3 separate regions of the Sus scrofa genome follow, and regions 1 and 3 are each linked to region 2. Evidence: chromatin contacts called from public HiChIP or PLAC-seq data. All regions are on one chromosome and are shown on one strand. Each heading gives the region's core, a stretch centred on a gene start, on an enhancer-like site or on the middle of the called end of the contact. The rest is flanking DNA. Distances are from core to core; before and after follow the strand shown.

The links. HiChIP or PLAC-seq counts read pairs in DNA pulled down with a chosen protein or histone mark.
Region 1: an H3K27ac HiChIP or PLAC-seq map of alveolar macrophages shows a contact between it and region 2. The contact joins two enhancer-like sites. A contact is called at or near these places in 1 of 47 Hi-C or Micro-C datasets (embryonic fibroblasts) and 1 of 2 datasets of contacts at active chromatin or transcription factors (alveolar macrophages).
Region 3: a contact with region 2 is called in an H3K27ac HiChIP or PLAC-seq map of alveolar macrophages. The contact joins two enhancer-like sites. A contact is called at or near these places in 1 of 47 Hi-C or Micro-C datasets (embryonic fibroblasts) and 1 of 2 datasets of contacts at active chromatin or transcription factors (alveolar macrophages).

Annotation. Positions count from the first base shown.
Region 1 is chr15:7,642,124-7,646,551 of Sscrofa11.1, reverse strand. No RefSeq gene overlaps it. Among named protein-coding and RNA genes, the nearest start is that of GTDC1, 85 kb to the left of the region's middle. Within about 2 kb of position 2,336, at least 9 of the 83 cell types and tissues checked have an H3K27ac peak or open chromatin away from gene starts, as enhancers often do. A contact at or near this core is called in alveolar macrophages, where this site is marked.
Region 2 is chr15:7,875,050-7,879,766 of Sscrofa11.1, reverse strand. The region is part of intron 7 of GTDC1 (glycosyltransferase-like domain-containing protein 1); the gene reads right to left. All of the region lies in intron 1 of LOC106508109 (a long non-coding RNA gene), which reads left to right. LOC110256946 (a long non-coding RNA gene) reads right to left here. Exons shown (of 2, transcript XR_002339029.1): 2 at 1-3,260. Among named protein-coding and RNA genes, the nearest start is that of GTDC1, 150 kb to the right of the region's middle. Within about 2 kb of position 2,171, at least 5 of the 83 cell types and tissues checked have an H3K27ac peak or open chromatin away from gene starts, as enhancers often do. A contact at or near this core is called in alveolar macrophages, where this site is marked.
Region 3 is chr15:8,056,604-8,060,962 of Sscrofa11.1, reverse strand. All of the region lies in intron 12 of GTDC1 (glycosyltransferase-like domain-containing protein 1), which reads right to left. Among named protein-coding and RNA genes, the nearest start is that of GTDC1, 330 kb to the right of the region's middle. Within about 2 kb of position 1,937, at least 62 of the 83 cell types and tissues checked have an H3K27ac peak or open chromatin away from gene starts, as enhancers often do. A contact at or near this core is called in alveolar macrophages, where this site is marked.

The sequences.
Region 1 (4,428 bases), core at 1,087-3,586, 230 kb after region 2:
CATTTCTGGAGGCTGGGCTATTATACCTTTTCATACTTTTTTTTTCTTGGAATGAGTTAGCCTGGGAAATGGCTCTGCCCTTGAACCTAAAGTCACTCTTTCCTTAAAATATTTTCTAACACCTATAATAACATGAGTCTATTTTACTGCCACCAAATTCTATAGAAAAGAAAATCTAATATGTTTAAAACTTTGTTTGGAAGGAGACTAGAGAAGATAATTAGTTCTAAAAGAAAGATATCAACATTTTATGCAAGAAAATTGGTTAAGCTGAGTATTACTTATTAATCCACTCTTAGAATGTAAACGAATTTTTTTGGTAGTAACCGAAAAATTCTTCTTTATTGTGAGAAAACATTATAGCATGACATCAGGTTGTTTTTTTCCTAATAAATGTAAATACACAGGGTGGAAAAAAGAGTGTAAAATCAGCAAATTGCCCTCAATTCAGCAAAAAATGGGAAGAGATTTGCTAGGGAAGCTGCCTCTGCCAGAAATTAAGCACTGTACTATTTGATTTCATACATTCATTAAAACAGCAATGAAAGAGTAGCTGTGGATGATTGGACAGCAAGTAAATAACAGCTATATTTAGATAAAGGTCAGATATAGATCTTGAGTTTCCTCTGTATGGGATAATTTCTGTAGTTGAATTATCTCTGAAGATATATCATTGACTATATAAGGAAGCTTCATGATTACAAAATTAATGTTTTTTATTTAATAAGTTTCAGGTCTTGAGTGCTCTTACTACTCAAATATTTGTTTCAACCATAGGTATTGCTTTTATTCTTTCAATGTAAGAGAATTCTTTAGGGTATGGATTCCTAAATCCCCAGAATATTTCCTGTCAGATTCATTTTTCAATTTGAGAACACAGAACTTTTAGTTTAATGGTAGTCTTTCAAGGTCCTGTGATGCTGTTGGTTTATTAAGCACAACACATATGAAGCCTGGTTTTCTCAAAAGCTTATTTCCTAGGGCTTTCCATACCATGTAAAGGAAATCCAATCATACCTTTTTCTAGTTGAAGTTTTCAGATGCAAAAGAATAATAACGCCCTGACAAAATAAGGTAGTTGGTTCAATTTTAGTCCATACTGAAGAATGAGAAGAGGAAGAAATAGAGAAGGAGGAGAAGGAGGGGGAGAGGGTGGAGGTAGAGGAGGAGGGAGAGAGAGAAAAAAGGAGGAATAAAGGGGGGAGGGGAGAAAGGAGAGGGTAAGGGAAAGTGTTGAGTGGGGAGGAGAAGAGAAGGAAAGAGAAGTCAATGACAATGTGATGCTTTATCTTGGACTTTGGACAGTGTGGGAGACATCTGGATATGGTAATGTCATTTTCACTGGTAGCCATTATTTAAAATTATTCAGTATCCACATCCTATGATTCAGCATTCTGGAACACTACCACACCTACAGAGACTCAGGGGGTTTGAACCAATAATAGAGAATGTTAAACTTTACAAAGGTTAAGCCAAAATGACAAAATAACACAAGAAACAAAAACAATATCCCCAAATCTAAAATACCGAAAACATCTACTCTTTAAATTAAACAAAGTATAACAATTTTTAAATAAAATGAATTTAAAGCATTAACTTGATGATTTGCAAGGATTCTTGCATTGTGTGGTATCATTATGTTGTACTACTATAATGATCAAATCCACGGATTCATTACAATAATATCAAATAGTCCTAATCCTAGCAGTTTTTAAAACCACAGATGGCATAAATATCCATATGCACAATGCAGTTGGAATTGGTGATAAATTAATTTTCCCCCATTTATGGCAATAGACCTGTTATGTGTGTGCCCGAGGAGCTACAATTAAGAATGAGGGGAAACACTGCTTAATGAAGTTGGGATTAAGCAGTTAAAAAGAATTTTTAGGCTCAAAACTGTTAGAGAGCTGACCTGTTTATAGGAAATGGGTCTGCTAGAATTAGAAGTGGAAAATAAGGAGATGATAATGAAATACAGTTTAACCAGTAAAGGGCGGCGAACATACGTATCACACCACACCATACAAATATGCTGCCAGTTTAGATATACAGTGTGGTTCCTTTTGTCAAGCTATTCTATTTCCTGTTAGGAAGGCTAACTCTAAAATATGGTTTTCAGGAAGGAGGAATAGAAAAAGAGCTTCATTAAAATGCTTATTTCCTCAAATTTCTCTCAGTGTTTGTCATACTGAGATGATATCCTTATAAGTCACCGATTTATTCATAACTTAGAGGAAATAGGTTTCGGTCTTGACTGCTTACTAATGGTCAAGCATCCACATCTGGAAGTCACTAGATGGTGTTGTTTTGGGTGAAAGGTCAGACTCTAAGTGGGAGATGACCCATCAATCAGGTGCTTGCATCACTTTCCCGGTTACGTTCCAGCCATATTTATCCATAGTGGGCAGAAGGCAATTTGAAGTGACTTTCTCTCCCCTTCCCCCGATAAGGCAAGGAGGTTGTTCACCAGCAACAAAGCTCATGCCCAAATACTGCTACCTTGTGGAGTTCTTCATTAGCAACTGTGAAAAATAGGTAATTAGTACTGAGGAGAGTAGACATAATTTAATCTATTACAGTGTGGATTTCTTGTTTTCTGGTTCAAATATGAAGTCCAACTTGGTCCCATAGAAGGAGTTTATTATAGCTGAACCCTTGAGGAAAATGGTTCCTACAGCAGCTCTTCACACTCCCGTACCTTCCAGCATTATCTTCTCTTCTCAACTTGTTAAACTCCTATAGGCTCTTCAATGCCAAATTCAAACAGCCTCTTTTCTCTGAAGCCTTTCCTAGCTCCCCTGGGCAGAGGTCTCACAGGAGGATCAGAACACCTGCCTCTCTGTTGCCCCTGTAACAATCTGTTTGCACATGAGCTTCCATATTTATTATTTCACATCTATTCCTGCTGTCTAACACAACGACTGGTGTTGACTGGCAATCAGTAAACACTTACAAATGACCTGTTTGAAAAGAATTTGGACATGCGTCCTTCCATCCAAGAACATTGTAAAAACCAAGTATACTTCAATAAAATAAAATTTTTAAAAATACTTTAACAAACCCTGATCTTAATAAGCCAAAAAAGAGAGAATATATCAAGGCATTCCACCTATTTAGACTATTTAGAGGAGCAGAAAGTAACTAAACAGGATGGCAAGAGTTAACATCATTCTAATTCATTTTAAGTAACATCATTTTAGCATGCTACCTATCTATTTACCTATCAATCTGTCAAGTCTTTTCATGTTTACAGTAGGAATGGCCTTCAGGTTGCCATCTACATATATTTTTCAAGCCCGTCTTCATGGAAATGTTTGTTTACATGGGCTTAAGAAATACGTGGTGTTGTTTTCACAGAGACTTAAGAAATACTTGGCTGAACAATGTAACAGAAAAAAAAAAAAAAGACTTAAGGAACAAAAAGTACCAAAGAAAACTTAGTATTCATCAGAATTAAAATTAGCCAAAGGAAAACAATAATCATAAGCTATAAACCTTTTCCTGCTATGTGGATCATCAGTTTTCATCTCCAGCAGCTTCCCCTCCTGAGTCTCTGTCAAGTTACGAAAGAAGTTCCCCGTATGGGCCGATTCATCTGATAGACAAGGCTATCTCTTGATTTAAAAGTCTCTGTGTATAATATGCAAAAGGGCTAACGAGAAGGTTCGAATTGTGAGCAGAGCCTTGTTACAAAGGTTTACCCTTGTGACTACTTCATTATCACCCTGGATTATCTGCTCAGAGCAGCGGAGACACTGCCTATCTAGAATCACACAGAACAGCCTCCTCAGTTCTCATGCTCTGAGGCCTCTCATTGGACTGATAATTGTCAAGCATTCCTTCCTCTTTCAGTAACCCTAGGATCACGCCCACCAGGAAACAAAGGGTCCCTTTGAGGATGAATCTTGAGACAATCCCAGCCCCCTAAAAATTACATGCTGGGAAATATCTAAGTACTGAAATGATTGTGTTCCTTTTCAAGAACTCTCTGTGGACTTAACTCTAGGAATAGGTTATCAAAGGGAGACTTTCCTCAAAACCCAGGAGGGAAGAAAGGACACTGTGGAAAAGGGTCAAAAGGACAGTGGATGAAATAAATACACGGCAAGCTTCTGCCCCTCTATCAGGGCCTGCCACAGCGACTGTTTGCAAACTGCTGGCACATCTCTTGTCGTGTCTGAGTCCTACGACCATCTGTGAGACAGTTATCTGTATTATTCCCATTTTAAAGGTAAGTAAATTGAGGCTTAGTGAGGTAACTTGGCCAGACTCACACAGTTAGTAAGGACAGAGCCGAGACTCGAATCCAGGTCTTTGCATGAGAAAGCACAACCTCTCACCCCTCTACCACAGAGCTTCTTGATCATGCAGGGAAAACTCCCTTAACCAGAACTACTCTCACACATTGTAAACTTTATAGGAAGG
Region 2 (4,717 bases), core at 922-3,421:
TTATAAGGGTAAGACATTAGAAGAAAAAGTATTGCAATTGAAGTTACACGAGCTAAGAAAATATTATAAAAGCTATTAATCATCAAGATTCAGGTTATAAGTTGGCTAGCAGCTGGAGTCAAGGAAAAAAAAAAAAAAGACCCACACAAGTGGCCAGGTGAATTGTGAGTGTTTTATATCTTTTTCTATGTGTTTCACTTAAGTCACTGCTAAGAAAAAGAATACTAGATGAACTTCTATTTCAGCCTACATTCTATTTATTATGATCTATCTGATCATCCTTAAAACTTCCATAATCATCCTACTACCACCCTCCAAAAGCCTCGCCTCTATATTGGGAGAAGGACATTTTCTTTCATTTTTCTCCATGCAATTTACAACATGTAAATGTTTTACAAAGTAGTGATGCATTTTATCAGTGGTTCTCAACTTAAAAAGCTTCAAAATGTACTGATATCTAAGTTCTATCCTCAGAAATTCAGATTTGGGTGAGGTGCTGCCTGGGCATAGGATTTTTTTAAGTTTCACAGGATTCTAATATGCAGCAAGAGTTGAAAACCACTACATTTAAACAGTGAGTATAAAGTGCAATAGGAGTACCTCAAAATAGAGAAAGAAAAAAAATAAATAAAATGATGGAATGCACATGCCCCCATATACATCTGTCTTACGGCTAATATTCTATAAAAGGAAGACAAATTATAACATGTATAATAAATTATCAATCTTTGCTTTTATACACCATGTAAATCATGAGATTACTTTTCAGTTACTTTTAAAAATTCTTAAAATTACATATCTATAAAGATTTTAAAGCCATGTAAGTAGACTATTTTTTCTACCATAAAGATAGAATATTATTTTTTCTATCACAAAGGTACAGTAATAGATAACAACTTACAGAGTATAAGAGATATAATAGCATTACTATGATTAAAGATCTGTCATTTATCCCATTATAAGGCATATTTAGGAATATTATAACCTGAATGTTTTAATTTGTCTCAGGCATAAACTGGACTTACAAGAACTCAGATGTAAAACTGGATTTTTATTCCCATTAGAAAGTATTTAAATTATTATAAAATGTAGATAACTTTTAAAAAAAAGGTGTCTTTTTTTCCAATATGGCCTTTCATCAAATGAAAAGGTTGTTATTCTATTTAGAATTTTAAAGGATTACTTAAACCAAGCCTGTTTTATCATGTTGGACAACTGACCAGAAAAGATTTAGAGTTCCTTCCTGGACATTCCTAAGAATGAAAAGGAAGCCAACACCCAGAGGGTGAAATACAATCTATATCCATATTTAGATTATAGAGATTGAAAGATGATATATAATTTTTAGATCCTGAATTTTTATATTAGATGCAGGGGCATGTGGAAAAGCAAGCTTAATTTTCCAAATTATTTGAATCAGAGTTGATGAAGATCTTTTACAGCAACTCATACCATCATGTATTGAGGGAAATAAAGAATATGTCAGAGATATAGGACCTAAATCAAAACATCACAGAATTTAATATAACTTAAAAGTCACTTTCACAAAATTCACAGAAATGCAAAATCTGTCTAAACAAGCTGACACACGGTTCTTTTGCTTGAATACTTCCATAATCCCAACAGGAAGACCACCAAAAATCTATAATTTCTAACAACTCTACCAGTAATTCTTCTGGAGCACAGAAGAACAAACAAATTATCCATACTCTAGCCTGATACTAAAAGTATTTCAAATTTCCTTCTCAGCTGTGCTCTAAAACCCCAGAATATCCTAGAGTAACCCTGCTTTATAGAAGCAAGTGCCACACAAATGATTCATTCTTGTGTAACTTTATGGTACAGTCATATGAGCACAAGCTTGGGAACCAGACAGATCAACATTTGACTCAGGGTTCCAAGCTTGATTTGAAATGTGAAATTGGGTGAATTACTTAACTTCATCTTCTCATACCTAAATGGGAGTTATAATACCAACATAAGGTTAAGTAGATTAAATAAGGTGTGTAAAAGAATGAAGGAATTATACAGTACCTGCTTATCACTAATATGAACATTAATAGGATGAAAGGGTTCATCTTCATTTTACAGACTGATTGTATTACTAAGCCAAAGCAGGATGCACTAGACTGAGGGGCAGAACTGAAAGAGAAAGAACCAAAGAGCCAAGGAGAAGCCACCAGCACTGGGAGCTATCCCTGGTGCTGCCCTCAGGCCCAGGGCCCATGGTTTGCTTGGTCCTGTTACCTTCAGTTTCTAACATTCCTCAAAAGAACCTAACTCTGATCTAATTCTTACCTTGATTTGATAACATGTTCCTGCTATCTTGTGTTCCTGACCTTAATTCCTGTTTGCTCCCTCAAGATGTTGATTTGATTACTTTCCTAGATGAAAACCCAGCCTGACACCAAACTGCTTCCTCTGCTGGATATTTTTTGCTTTGAAATTTTTGACCTAAAGTTATATCTTTTTATCACTAGCCCCACCAATCATAATTACTAACAAATGGTCAATGTCCCGTTCCCCTAAATTTTTTTTTCAGGAAATCTTAAATATGCCTGCAGCAGTAATTAAAAATAAGCAGAAAGTCTGAAAAGAACTAAGAGTAATTCATCCCAAGAAAATAGCAGCTAAGTAGTAAGTAGTGCTAGGGTGACAAAAATATGACACAAGTTAAGGACTACTTCTCTTATGTTTACAGCAGAGATCACTAATCGATCCTGAAGTTCTTTTTTTAATCTTGAATATGGCCTTAGAGTCCTCAACAATTTCCAAACAGTCACTACAAAGCAAAGATAGAACACAAATAGAAACCTATCTGTCTCATCCCTGAGTCAGTATGACCATGTGGGTTCTGAAGAAGGATTTTTTTTTCCCTTTTAAAGTCTCAGTTGGAAAAGTCAGATTATACCTTGATGGTATGAAGAGAATAGAAGTACCTTTGCAATTCACTTACGTTGAAAGCAAGTACATGGTTATTGGAGAATTAGAGCTTCCTCTTCTAAGACTGGAGGTGTTAGCCTTACGTCCTGGATAAATTCCAACTTAGGTAATTACATTCTGCTTACCTCACCCCCCTAGCAATTTTTTCAAGTGAATCCAGTATTATTCTTCACTTCCTTCCCTAACTTGCTGTGTAGCATTGTGATGAGCTGTTAAACAGCTGCCATGCTTCACTCTGCAATGGTGACTGTGCTTCACTGTATAATTTGTAACCATTCGCAGTGTGCTTTGGAATCTTTCAGGATGGAAGTGTTACCCTAAAATGCAAGATATCATCATCATTCTAAAGGCATACAGTACAACTGCTTATTTCAGTTAAATTCAGCATAACATATTTAGAAAATACCTTATTTCATGAAAAACCATAAAAGTAGGTTAAAATACCCATGAAACATGCTACAAAGATTATATGAAAAGGTATTTAAAGAAAGCAAACTATTTATCAACTATATGAATATTCTGCCAAAGAAAGAAGTAGTAGGAAGAACAAATGCTTAAGACATTTTTATTTGAAAATACATCTGCCTTCATCAGATGGTAAAAATTCCCAATGTCACCCAAGAAAAACAGTGAAGAGAAAAATTGAACGTTAAGTCAATGGGAAATGGAGGAATGCCAGCACTTATGGAGAAAGAGATCAAGGATAAATACATTTTTTAACATTTTCTTAATTCTCATCAGTACAACTAGGGAATTATACAAATTCATTATCATGAAGACATTGAAATTTCACTGTGGATTGCCTGAGGACTCTGGTAGACAGAAAGAGATATTTTGGCAATACTGAAAACAGTGCAACCAGGAGGGGCCCCTACAGGTACATGGACTTCCATGGATTGTTGTTTAGTAGAGATGCTTTAGGTCAGTGGTTCTCAACCTTGGCTGCACAACCGAATAATCTAGGGAACCTAAAACAAATGAACAGGAGTTCCCATTGTGGTTCAGCAGGTTAAGAACCTAACATAGTGTCCATGAGGATGTGGATTCAATCCCTGGCCTCACTCAGTGGGTTAAGGATCTGGCATTGCCGCAAGCTGTGGTGTAGGACACAGATGCGGCTAGGATCTGGTGTTGCTGTGGCTGTGGGGTAGGCTGCAGCTGCAGCTCCAATTCGACCCCTAACCTGCACCTGCAGTGTTCCATACACTACAGGTGCGGGCATAAAAAGAAAACAAACAAACAAATAAATCCACTAATAACTGGGTTCCATCCAACCTTAGAGACTCTGATTTAATTGATCTGGACATCAGGATTTTTTTTTTAGTTCCCCAGGTGTTTCTAATCTGCAGCTAATGTTTAAAAGCACTGCTTGAAGCGACATCTTAGTAACTTGATTATAATTGTTGTTTGACTGGCTGTTTTTTAAGAGAGAAAAATCACATTATTTGAAGGCTCGTGTATTGACATATATAATTAATATAGGCAACACAATTAAATACCAAATACATGTTTTATGGGGTGATATTTCATCAACTGAGAGGAGAAAAGGCTTTATCGCATAAGGATCATATTTCTGAAGGGCTGCAATTCCGATGCAATCTTTTTTTGTAGTGACGAGAAGAATTTCTGCCAGAAACAATAATTCTGTATCTAAGAGGTTTGTGAATTTACAGTTAGTTCTGGGTACACTATCTGTGCTACAGATCTGTCTTCAGTAAACTATACAAGCTCATGCTAGCTTTTCCCTGCCACATACATCTGAGCCATACTGTCT
Region 3 (4,359 bases), core at 688-3,187, 180 kb before region 2:
AATATTTTATAAACATACAAGGGATTTTGCTCACTGCTTTGTTAACATAGAAATTATACAATGCTGACATTTATTTAAATTTTAAAAAGTAAACAACAGTGTGCATTGAAATAAAGCAAACTAAAATCAACATAGAGAAGTATGTTCTGTGTGCATAGTACCTACAATGGCATTGGCCTTTTTAAGGGAAGAAATAATGCACTGAGGAACAAATGGTAGCTCAGATGGGACTAATCCTTTGTATTCCAAAGGCTCATTGAACACCTCTCTGTAAACAGCGGATATTTATACCGTAATTGGCTATTTGACCATCACTGTTCATTTACTATGTAACTGTTATTATGGAGTTAAAAGAAGTTTCCTTCATTGGCTCATCAGCTTTCATAGTAGTGAAAGTGTACTCGCAGTTTTAAAAACACTTTCACAAACAGAAATCAGTTGATACTTGTACTCAGAAGCAGAGCTATTATCATTATATTAATAAGTATATCCTTTTTTCTTTGGAGGGTATTATTGCCAAAAAGAAAAGGAAATATATCAGATCTTAATATCCTTTCCTGAAATTCCTTTCTAAAATTACAGCTTTAACCCTTTGGCCACATTTTTGGAAGGGGGACCCATTTGCTGAGTTGACGGACAAAATAGCAGGCACTGGGTTTTCAAATACTATTCTCAGATTTGCAAAGTTGTGCTGTGATGAATAAATAATGAATCAGATATTTCAATCTGTTATATGATTTTTGAAAGCCCTGATTATCATTGTTTACAGTCTCTTTTCAATGCACTAGCCAAGGGTTCTTGTCCTGCCTTCCAAGGGCAGCTGACATGGGCCATACTCCCCTACCTACGTTTACTTCCTGAGAGCTCTTCTCACATTTTAAACTATCAACCAACCTGTATCTTCAACTCTACAATTTGAGGACAATTCCCAACCAGAGGAGATAAAATCTTGAGCAACAGATGACCAGCAATGGTCACCACCACTCCAGGCTAAGGTTTCTTATGTTTGATCACTGAAGACACCGTTTAGCGATGGGTGGGAGAGAGGAAAGCATGCTACACCTAGATGGGCAGAAACACAAAAGGCGCTGGTGAAATCCAGAACAAGGGGCATTTTTCTCATTCACAGACAATTTTAAATGTGTACACGCAAATAAATACCTGATGATAAATAGTAACACGGGAAAGGAGGAGGACGCTTTAAAAAATATCGAATCCTCAATATGCTATTAAACGTTTCCCCAAGTTTTTTGGAAATCAGTGTGATAGAACTAAATTTTCTCCCACCCAAACACCGCTTAACTCATCTGTCCCTCACCCCCTTCTGCCTCGGAAATAACGAAATAACCAATTGGAGATCAGGAGAAACAGTTTTCACTCCAAAGCACAGGTAAGAAGTGAAAAGGAAAGCGTCCTAGGACTAGCGGGTGGGACTGAAATAACAGGGCTGAGTAAGCAGTCATAGGGGAGTATTTTAAAATTAATAGTCAGAATCCCTACGGGGGTGGGGGGCGTCCCCGTGCCCAACCCCACTCCATTCTCCGTTTTGGCTTAAATTTTTTTTTTTTTTTTAAAGGACAGGAGGAGGGAAATTACTTTTTTGGTTTTGCTTAGTGCATCTTCATTGGATTCTCTCACGGAGCACTGAGCCTGTCGGACTCAAAACCAAGTTCAATAAAACACTTAAGAAGAATAGAGAAGAATTCTGCCCGCCGGGGCAGCGCCGCCTTCTCGGAGGTGCGGAGGGGGACCAGTTAAGCCTGGCACCAAGGAGCCGGGGAAGCACTGGGCCTCCCGCCACGTGTGCGTGTGTCAGCATGTGAGTGTCTGTGCGCGCGTGCGGGGTGCGTGTCCGTGAGGGTGCGTGACAGTGTGCGCGTGTCGGGCTGTGCGCGCGCTGGCGTGCGCGTGCAGGCGAGGCTCTGCCCGGGAGTCCGCGCGAGTGTGAGCGGGAGCGCGGCGGTGGCGCGGAGCTGTCTTGGCCCTGCGGCCTCGTGGTTCCTCCAGCTCAGCGCCGCAGAAGTGGTTAGGTCTCGACTTTGTGACCTCGACGTCCCCCCTCCGTCCCTTTTTTTTGCGCCGGAAGAGGTGTAGAACTACCTCCAGGCGCTTTGGACGGGACCGAGCAGGGCATCGAGGGCTAGCGCCGCCGCGGACGGGAGCTGGGGCACATCGGCCCCGGGGAGAAGACGCGCGGTGAGCGCCCGCAAGCCCCGGAACCGCTCTCAGACTCTCCGGCTCTCGCAGGCTCCGGCACCTCTAACCCGACGCTGGGCGCAGGCTCGTCGGAGGCTCGGGGCGAGTGGGTCGGGTTCCCGGGCGCGCGCTTTCGGGTAGGCGAGCGCTCCTTCCGTCCGGGCCCGAGCACCTCGCTACCGACCCCTCCCTGCGGCCCAGCCGGGCCACCGGAGTCCCCAGCTTGCGGCTCGGGGCCAGACCCGACCAAGGGCGGAAGACCCGAGAGGCAGGGAGGGAAGACCAAAGAGGTAGCCAGCCCCGAACAAGGAATCCTTAATTACAGATTAAAGGCAAGCAAAACCGTACACCACATTTTCCACGTGTCAGCTGATGGCAGGGACAAAAGGGAGCACAGAATGTTGGGGGTGAGGGGAAGGTACCTTCTCTTTTTTTTTTTTTTTTTTTTTTTAAACCCACCTCTCCCTCTTTATCATCGGTGCGAATGTAAAATACATTAGGTAGTGACTTTGGGTAGGTGGTGCCTGGGGCCAAATCGCAGCTGCTCGCTCCTCGTGTAGGAGGACAGTTTGCTGACGCGCCCAGAGGTCTGGGGAACCTCTTGGAAAAAAAAAAAAAAAAAAAAGTGCTATATATACTCCGAGTACATTTTGCTTCCTAAAACCTCATTACTTACACATTTTTAAGTTTTAATATTTAGTGCTTAAAGTGTAGCAATTCATTATCTTCAGTGAAATACTATAGGGCGCGCGTGCGCACGTACACACGCACTTGCATATTTTGTTTTGCAATTTGCAATTTTGTAGATTACTTTTTCCCCCGCCCGGCCTGCTATTACAAAAATCTAGGAGAAAAGCCAAGCCGATTGAAAACCAGGGAACATAGCTGCCAGCACCAGAGACCACCAGGTACCCTATGCCTCTGGGCTCTAGAGGAAAAAGGAGAGATGTATGCATTGATGCCTTTACTCTTAATTCATTATGATCACAAAACAATCTCTACCGTGTGCCTGGGATTTAATACACCAGTTCAACTCCATGACGTCTTAAATTCTTCACCGAGGGTAGAGAATTGTTCAGAAGCCAAAGCTCACTCTGTGACCAATACCAACCCCTAGTTCTGTGCCCTCAATTTCTAACACTGAAATTAGAGCGATGACCTTTGAGGGGCACCCTGAGCCACCAGGCATTGCACTCACTTTTCTGTATTTTCTTCCTCTCGTTGCTGGGTCAGTTTGAGAAACAGGAATGTGGGATTTCTTAATCTGTTTACTGATACAATTGATGCAGCAGGTTGGAGGCAACAGAACCTACTGCTTTGCTTAGTCATTTTACCAACCTTCCTTTTTGTAGCTATTTTTCCATTTTTTATTTGCAGTTATTTTCCTCTGGTGCAATCTTCCTCAAAGCATTAAAACAAAACAAAACAAAAAACTGAAATTCTTTTTCATGTGGTTCCAGTTAAGTGATTTGCCCACACCACCAAATACTGCTATTTGCCTTCAAGATTAATAGCTGCATATCAGTAATTCTGAAATACCTCCTGGTCCATATTTTCAACTTAAATGATTCTTAGTTATTGGCCAGACAAATGCCTGAACCAATAAGTTTGTGGACTGGTTGCCAGCCAGATGACAGCAGCATTAACACTCAGGGAACACAATTAAATTTCTGCTCTAGTCTCTTCCATTGTAGAAGGTACAGAGCCTTCCTTAATTTGCCACCTTCTCCAAAAGTGGTGGTAGGTGAGATTAATAAATTGATGTGAATCACACTAGGTGCCCAGCCCACCCTTCTTCTGATACCTATTTAGGAAAACCTTTAAAATCTTCCTGGAAGCATTGATTTAGCCACACCCACTCCACTTTTTGACTTACCCCTTCACTAACACAAATAAGGTGAAAGAGAAAATAGGAGTTTTTCTTTTCTTACAGCATTCCAGTGTTTGAGAGGATCATCCTGCTGTCCTTGTTTTAGGCCAGTTCATGTTTTTACCACCCACCAAAGAACAGCACAGGGTTGAGTTTATACGAATAAATGATGTTCATGACTGGGTTTCTAAATGCCAGAGTTATGATTTATTTTTTTAAATGGGTGGAGAAAGGAGAGCGGCAATAAAACTAGCCCCTAAGTCACTCCAAATCCTTGGCTTCACACATCTATG